Regions from separate parts of the Mus musculus genome. Here region 1 is linked to region 2. A link is a contact called in public promoter capture Hi-C data. All regions are on one chromosome and are shown on one strand. Each heading gives the region's core, a stretch centred on a gene start, on an enhancer-like site or on the middle of the called end of the contact. The rest is flanking DNA. Distances are from core to core; before and after follow the strand shown. Region 1 holds the start of Pnliprp2 (pancreatic lipase-related protein 2). Region 2 holds the start of Ccdc172 (coiled-coil domain containing 172).

What was found. Promoter capture Hi-C pulls out the DNA fragments that hold promoters and counts their contacts.
Region 1: a contact with region 2 is called in a promoter capture Hi-C map of stem cell-derived epiblast-like cells, with 3 times the contacts expected there. The contact joins the promoter of Pnliprp2 here to the promoter of Ccdc172 in region 2. A contact is called at or near these places in 2 of 39 promoter capture datasets (hippocampal neurons and stem cell-derived epiblast-like cells).

The regions. Positions count from the first base shown.
Region 1 is chr19:58,757,952-58,761,500 of GRCm38.p6, forward strand. Pnliprp2 (pancreatic lipase-related protein 2) reads left to right here and starts at 1,772. Exons shown (of 12, transcript NM_011128.2): 1 at 1,772-1,925; 2 at 2,402-2,556. The coding sequence starts at 1,838.
Region 2 is chr19:58,510,401-58,514,307 of GRCm38.p6, forward strand. Ccdc172 (coiled-coil domain containing 172) reads left to right here and starts at 1,585. Exons shown (of 9, transcript NM_029372.3): 1 at 1,585-1,666; 2 at 1,912-2,036; 3 at 2,217-2,302. The coding sequence starts at 1,958.

The sequences.
Region 1 (3,549 bases), core at 522-3,021, 250 kb after region 2:
CAAGGGCTTTGTGCCCTTGCCATAGTTCCTATTCTAGTCTATTGTATAGTCCACCTTCCCCCTAGGCCATAGTAAATACTTGTGTATGGGTGTAACTCAGCTATCTATAGTTCTAAGTATCTACTCTGGTTCCTTCTTAGATCACAAACTTCCTTCTTCCTAGATAATGATAAATTCCTGTGTAGGGCAGTGACTTAGCTATCCATGTCCAAGGTCGGATCAAGGACTGCCTAGAATCTAACTTAGCTATATGTCAAAAAAAATCAATCCTTAGGAGCACTTGTGATAAAGCAATATTAAGGGAAAGCACACAGATCTGTTTACCAACTAAAGCAAGGACATTGGAGCATTCTTTATACAGGATGCCACGATTCCAGGAGACTAATTTTCCGTGAACTTTTCGCCTTGGGACAGTGCCCAGGTTTTTGGGGCCTGTTGCACTTGTCACTACTGGAGTGGATGTAGCACAAAACCCCTGAGCAGTTTTCTAGTGAGTTTAGCCTTTGGAAAGTGTTTCCTCACATGGCATAAATCTGTTTTATCGGACTTCTGGAAGTGAGGATGACCATGTCCTATCCTTGGCCTTCGGAACAAAACCTGGAACCTGGGAATAACAAGAAAGACTTCTCACATTACAGGAACTGTAACTCTGGTGTCTAGCTCTCCCTCAGAGCAGTGTGTGCCAGGAGAGCCACCACTGTTCTCTATGGAGATGTTTCCCTTGATTCTTTGACTGATCTGTAGCTGGAGCCATGGTCACACTCAACCAGGCCTAGGAGTTGCTCACGTATTCAGAAGAGGTGGGGGTGGGGGGGAGGACTGCTGATGCCAAGGCACTCTGTAGAAAGCCACACAGCTACCTGTGCTGTCTCAGCAGCTATCCGCGACCCTTCAGTGATGTCTGTCCCCCTTGGTCAGAGACTGGAATCAAGGGCATTGAGTTGACCACAGCCTCAGTACCAGATGGGCTGCCTAGCTTAGTGAAGCCTGGGCAAGCGGAGAACATCTGAGGGCTGTTAAAGCTAGGAAATGCCAACTTGGATACTTTCCCACTGTATATCCTTCAGTGTGTCCACGCAATGCCAACTTGAAACACGGCAGGGTGGCACCTGGCTACTCACTCAGGACGGCTTCTTAGCTCTGAAGGAAAGAAAACATTTCCACTTCTTATCTCCAGGTCAAAGTACCACAGGTGCTTTGCAAATGGCAAAGATTGTTTCTAAACAAACCTGGTTGGAAACAAAGTCACTGGTATGGCTATCTCCTTCTGTACCCTCTGTGCCTTTCCAGCCTCTTTCTGAGTTCACTGAGGCTGAGGACTGCTGCCCACCTGTTCCACCCCTCAAGTGACCAAGTTGTGTATCTTCACAAATACTCCTTTTCATTGTTTATGATAACTGGGGTTCAGAGCACTCATGTGCAGCTTTATCTCTCCTGCCCTGTTATTTCTTCAATGGAGTTCAAAAAAGAAAACTTGTTTATAAAGGGTCATGGCCTCTGGTCATAACTATACATCCCAGTGTACCACAGTAAATCATAGTGACACCTGAACAAGGAGAGAAGCTGGGCTTAGGGCCAAAAGGGGAGGTGACTTCAGGAGAAGACTTTGAGCCGGAAGGTCCCAGGGTGGTGCTGCCACGATCATTAAACTCTGGGAGGCCTCAGCATCCGGTCCCGCCCACTGGGGATAGCCCCACCTACACAGCCTCCCGTACCGCCCACCCGGGACAGCCCCACCTACACAGGCTGCCGGTCTTCTAGTTGTTCACATTCCCCAGTGCACTCCAGAACCAACTGCCTCTTTGGGTCCAGCCTCTGCTGGCCTCATCCCTATCCTATGCCTATGGATGTCCGTGGATGTCTGTTTCCATCCGTGCAGATGTTGCTCTGCTGGCTCGTCAGCCTTCTGCTGGCCACAGTCGGAGGTGAGGATGCTGTCACCATCCCTCTAGAGGAAAGATGATGTCCTGAGCTTGATATCATGGAGACTGAGATGGATAAATGGCATGTCATGCTTAGTAAGAACTTAATGTTTAAGTAGTAATTAGTTCATGCTAAGTAGTAAGTACTTAACGTGAAGAACTGTGTGACTTGCACTGAGCTGCCTGGCAGCTTCCTGTGCTATTTTATCATAGGTGGATGTGCTTTGAGTTTTGCCTGTGGGCAAGGGTGCTTACTAAACATGCCATTGAAGGACAAACCTAGGACCCTCAGGGTAGAGTGTCTGAGAAAGAAACCTGGAAGTGTGTATGTGTTAGATGTGTCCAGCACCCAACAGCTCTTACAAGTGCAGAAGATCCAGGGTCCACCTGGAAACCCTTCCTGTGACAGATGATATTACTCCTTCCCAGAACCTTATGCCTGTCCTGTTTGTGGTTTGTTCTCCCCCCGCCCCCTCCAGGGAAAGAGGTTTGCTATGGACACCTTGGATGCTTTTCCAATGACAAGCCCTGGGCAGGGATGATTCAGCGGCCTTCGAAGATATTCCCTTGGTCCCCAGAGGACATTGATACCCGCTTTCTTCTGTACACAAACGAGAATCCAAACAACTACCAAGTAAGTGTGGGCATGGAGTGCCTGTGTTGGGTGACAGGAGTCAGTATGAACCACATACTGGGGCCACTAAGTGGCTGGCTAGGGCATAATTAACACTTTGGGACTGTCCTAGTGTGGGAGTTCTTGTCTCTAAGGGTCATAAGCCTTGAGTATCTCAGAAAATATACAAATAAAATACCAAAGTGTACACGGGGACATTTATGGAGAAGCCCAGGCAGAACCCATCTAAGCACTCCATCCCTTCTCTCATGGAGCAATAATATATGCATAGCCTTCCCAGGATGATACAAGACAGGAAAGGAAGACATGCAATTCAACACAAAGGATTTGAAAATATGAGGTCTCTGGGGAGATTATCAGAACAGGCCTATTCCAGATGGTCAGGTGACCAGGGAGTTCTTTTAAACGATGACATTGCTATGAGTTTAAGTAGTTCAAGCTTTGGCCCCTGGCAGGTGGGTCTATCTCTGGGTGCCTGGGGTTATCTACTACGGGACTTAGTTCCTCCATCTTGGAAACTATGTAGACACAATGGCCATTCCTGTCTTTATTGTCTTATCTTTCTAGCATTTGCTGGCATAAGAGTCCCCAGCAAACCTGTGGGCATATGGAAGTCTATGTTGAAGTACCAGGCTCCCCAAGCTGGAGCTCAGGCCCTGTGGCTTCTAGACAAGAGTTTTCTACCTTCCTTATTCCAGGAATCTCTTTAGCTACCCGAGGAAGCCTGCAGGCCCTTCTCAGGATAGCATGTCCAAATAGACACAATAAAATGTAATGGACTACAAAGAAAATCAGAGATTGAAAACAGTCATCAGCATGTGAGAAAGACAGAAAATATGTAGCATAGTATTAAATGTGCAATTTTATCATCTCAGTAAAGACTGATCTGGTTCAAGCTTCATGAAGACGGACAGTCAGAGAACATGCGCTTTCCAGATTCACAGGACTCAGCCACAGGGTTCTAGACCTGGGATCTCACTGGTCCCATCGGTC
Region 2 (3,907 bases), core at 335-2,834:
TCTTTAAAAAGCTCCTACCTTTGATAGTATTTGTGTTACAGTTCAGGAACCTCCAAAGGAGTTGCTCAGAGAAAATGGTTGGAGCCATAATAAGTGTCATTTTCCATCCTTGAATACATGGAAGAGTTTGGTTTCTTTTGGTACATCTAAACTAGATACATACACATATGTATCAGAGGATTATTAGTTACAAAGTATAACCATGAAGAGCTTTGAATGCAATGGTAAGTTCACTATGCTTATGGTGTGGAAGAAAATAACAGCGGAATCCAAAGCTAAATTCAGGGCTCTCAACCCCTGTTTTCTTGGTCTCGGCTTACTTTCCTGTACAAAGTATGCCTCTTCATGAGACACAGGATTCGAATGCTGATTCGGCTACATCCTAGTGATCAAACATGACTGTGGGCAAGTTACTTAGCCTTTCAAGTAACAAAAACATAGTTCTAATGGGATAATTGGCTTGATTAAAAGAATTAGTACACATCAAGGTTTCAGATAGTGACTGAACTGAATAGTCTCATGAATTCATTTTTATTGGAATATTTTGAGTCTGTCTCCTTAACTATATCAGATAAGAAATGACAAAAATCATCTCAAATAGATGTAGAATGCTCAGAAAGAGAGTGCTTAGCAAACAAACAATAAATATTGAATTACATAATAATTATTATATCAAAACACAAGTAACAAAATAATGTTATTATTCCTTATTCATGGGACTTCAAGGTTGTAAATAAGAAGTTCTTGTCAAGAAGGGCTACCCAAAAGACAGAAGATCTACCCAAAAAAACAAAAGGGCTACCCAAAAGATAGTGAGAAAATTTTCATCAATACTTGCTTCTGAATAGCTCCAAGTAATTGTTTTCAACTTCATTTCAAATTTCAGTGTGTATTCTGATAGTTCAAACATTAAACTTTATGCAGACATGACCAGATGAAAATTAAGGTAGAAATTTAGAATAGGTTAGAATTTATAACTGATTATATTGTGGCATTAATGGGCTATTAATTAAGCCTATTCTATGTGACAAAAAATTTCATTTACCTTATTTTACATAATTTAAAACACATTCAAACTAAAAGTTACTTTAAAAAGTCTAGCCAGTGTCAGTTTTACATTTATAATAAAGTCAAATATTTATTACAATGTCAATATTTTGAGCTACCGAAACTGAAAATATTTTTTAATTAAAAAAAGAAGAAAGAAAAACTCATGTAAAAGCCCCAAAGGTGCCTTTCACATTTAAGCCTTAATTAGCAACCACTTTGGTCTCTGACACACATTGTGCAGATATTGAAGTGTTAATATTACCAAGGCTTGATTACAAAAGGCAATGATTAATTTCGGAGCAGACAAAAAAAAAAAATATGCCCTGATTACGAAGGAATGATTACGACGGAATGTCAGATATTGTACGTTTGTCTTTGTGAGCCTCCCAGCATAAGACTTTGCAAAAGTTTATATTTAGAATCACTGGTACTTTGCACTTTGTAATCCTTGAAGACTGGGCGTCCCACCTCTAGAAAGACCCCAGACCCGTGAGCGCAGACCCTGCAGACTGGCCCCACCAGGCTCCCGTAGCTGACTTCTCGCGAGATCAGTGGAGGCCGCCTGCGCTGGACACACGTGAGGGGACGAGGGGACGTCGCCAGCCCCTGACCACAGGCATCTTCCCCTGGGGGAGCGAGGGAGCTGGGGAAGGGAAGCATGGCCCCAGCCAAGGCTGCCATGTCTGTTCTCCAAGACTTTCCTGTGGGAGCTGCACCCAGCACAGAAGCAGGCCGCGCTGTGGGCGAGCATGGAGGAACAGGCCGAGCTCCCCCATGGGGCTCCACTGGGCAGGGGTGGGTGGTGCGGGCAGCCCAGCAGGGAGCAGCCGGACAGCCCTCTCTCTTCGCTGTGCTTTCCAGGATCCTCAGACTCCCTTATCAAATATTAAGGGCGAGCCGGCCGGAGATGAGTCTGGAGTCCTTGTTTCAGCACATCATCTTCAGTGAGCATCAGGCGGAGGAGAGCCGCAGAGTGATGCGGGAAGGTGGGGCCTGCCCCCGGGGGGCCTTCGGCGTTTGGAGCTGGGTGTTTGCACCTCAGACTGGAGGGGAAGGGAAGGCTTGAGTGGAGTTTGCAACCTGGAGGGAAACCTCACATGCCAACAGCTCCTAAGATGGAGGCTTCAGAAAGGTGAATGCAAGTAAAGATTTTGTTTGTATTACAGTAAGGTCGGAGATTACCAGATGTCGTGGGAAAATTAAGAAAGCAACAGAGGACCTGAGTGAAGAGAAAATCAAGTTGGAATCCAAGGTATTGATGCATAGAACATGCTAAGGGTTACTTGAAGAAGTGTCTTGAGCTTGGCTTTGGGGAGCTATTTACTGTCTACGTATCCTTCAGCTAGGAGCCGCAACAGCTATATACTGTGGTTCAATGTTGTCTAGAACCTAAGATTCTGAATCCGCTATCTTTAGTTCTTAACAGGAAGTGGCTCCAAGGAATCCAGACTTACCGAATTCCTTGTCCATTTTGTGGAATGGTTAATGTTTATAAGAGAAGTGTCATTTGGAAGAATAATTGTTCCTTAGTGCAGCATATGAATTTTAAATACTAAGTAATTTAAGCGTGCAATGTGGATGTAACAGACTGTATATATCTTTCAAACGATGGCTTTCTGCTTTTCAGTTCACGACCACGTTTTTGAGTATGTCTCAGCCAAAAGAATCTCTTCCCTGCTCTCATTTCTCTCTTTGGCTGCATTTGTAAAGTTCTGCCTTTTGAAAAATAGGACCAAGGGAACCTCACAGCTTCAAGGAAGAGGTTGAACCAAGGATAGACTTTTGAGAAAGAAAAGAGATTTAGTAGGAGAGACCTTTGGTAGCAGTAGGGGGCAGATCTTCCCCAGGCACATTGAGAGAGGACTCTGGGCGCCAGCAGAGGGCTGCTGAGAGAGCTGGAAGGGAATTGTCCAGAGGGGGGGCAGTGAACGTGCTGTCAGGGGTCTCCTTGTGCTCTGATCACAAAGATGGGGGTGGACAGTGAAGATGGTGAGGGTGTGCTGAAGGCCTCAGTCCAACAGGAGGGATTCCGTGTCCAGTGAGTCCACAGTGATAATGTTCCAACACCTAAAGATGAGCTAGGGGAGCAGTGCATAGGGGCAGACTATTTTACTTAATCACTCAAAGGATTTTGTTAATAAAATCTTCATTTTATTACATATTAAATATAAATTTATATTTAACAGAAATATAAGCTATACATTTATGTATATAAAGTATTACTCTATTAACTTAGCATGTATCTGTGAGGAGTTTTCAGTTTTCTGTGGATAAAATAATTCTTGCACTTTTACCACGTGGTGAATGCTCTCTCTTCTTTCCATATCCTGCTCATATATCTTAAAGCCTTCCTAGACAGCTCTGTAAAATCTCTTAGCTAACTGTCAACATGCAGTTGTGTTTGTAGCCCCGGTTTCTTTAAGAGGAACGTACTTAGTTCTTTTAATTCACCTTTATTCTCTTTGTGTTTGTTGCATAGCAAACATTGTGCACGAGTGTATTCACTACTGAGAGAGGGTAACAAGGAAAGAATGGTCTAGATGATTTGACAAATAAAAGTTGTGCATGTTTATAGGTTCCATGTTATTTGTTACATATTTTGTAATGCTCAACTCCAGGTTAATATATCTGTGCCAACATTTATCCTGTGTTTGTGGTGAAAATACTACAAATCTTTGAATTTTTAGTATATGTCATTAACTATAGTCACCTTGCTATGTATTCTAATACCAGTATTTATCCCTCCTAACTGTGAGCACTTACTAACCAAGCAACCTTTCCTATCTGCCCCCTTCACCTAAAAGAAACTGGCTATCTTTTAAAACAGAATTTGGGACGAGTATTCATTGAGCCCTAG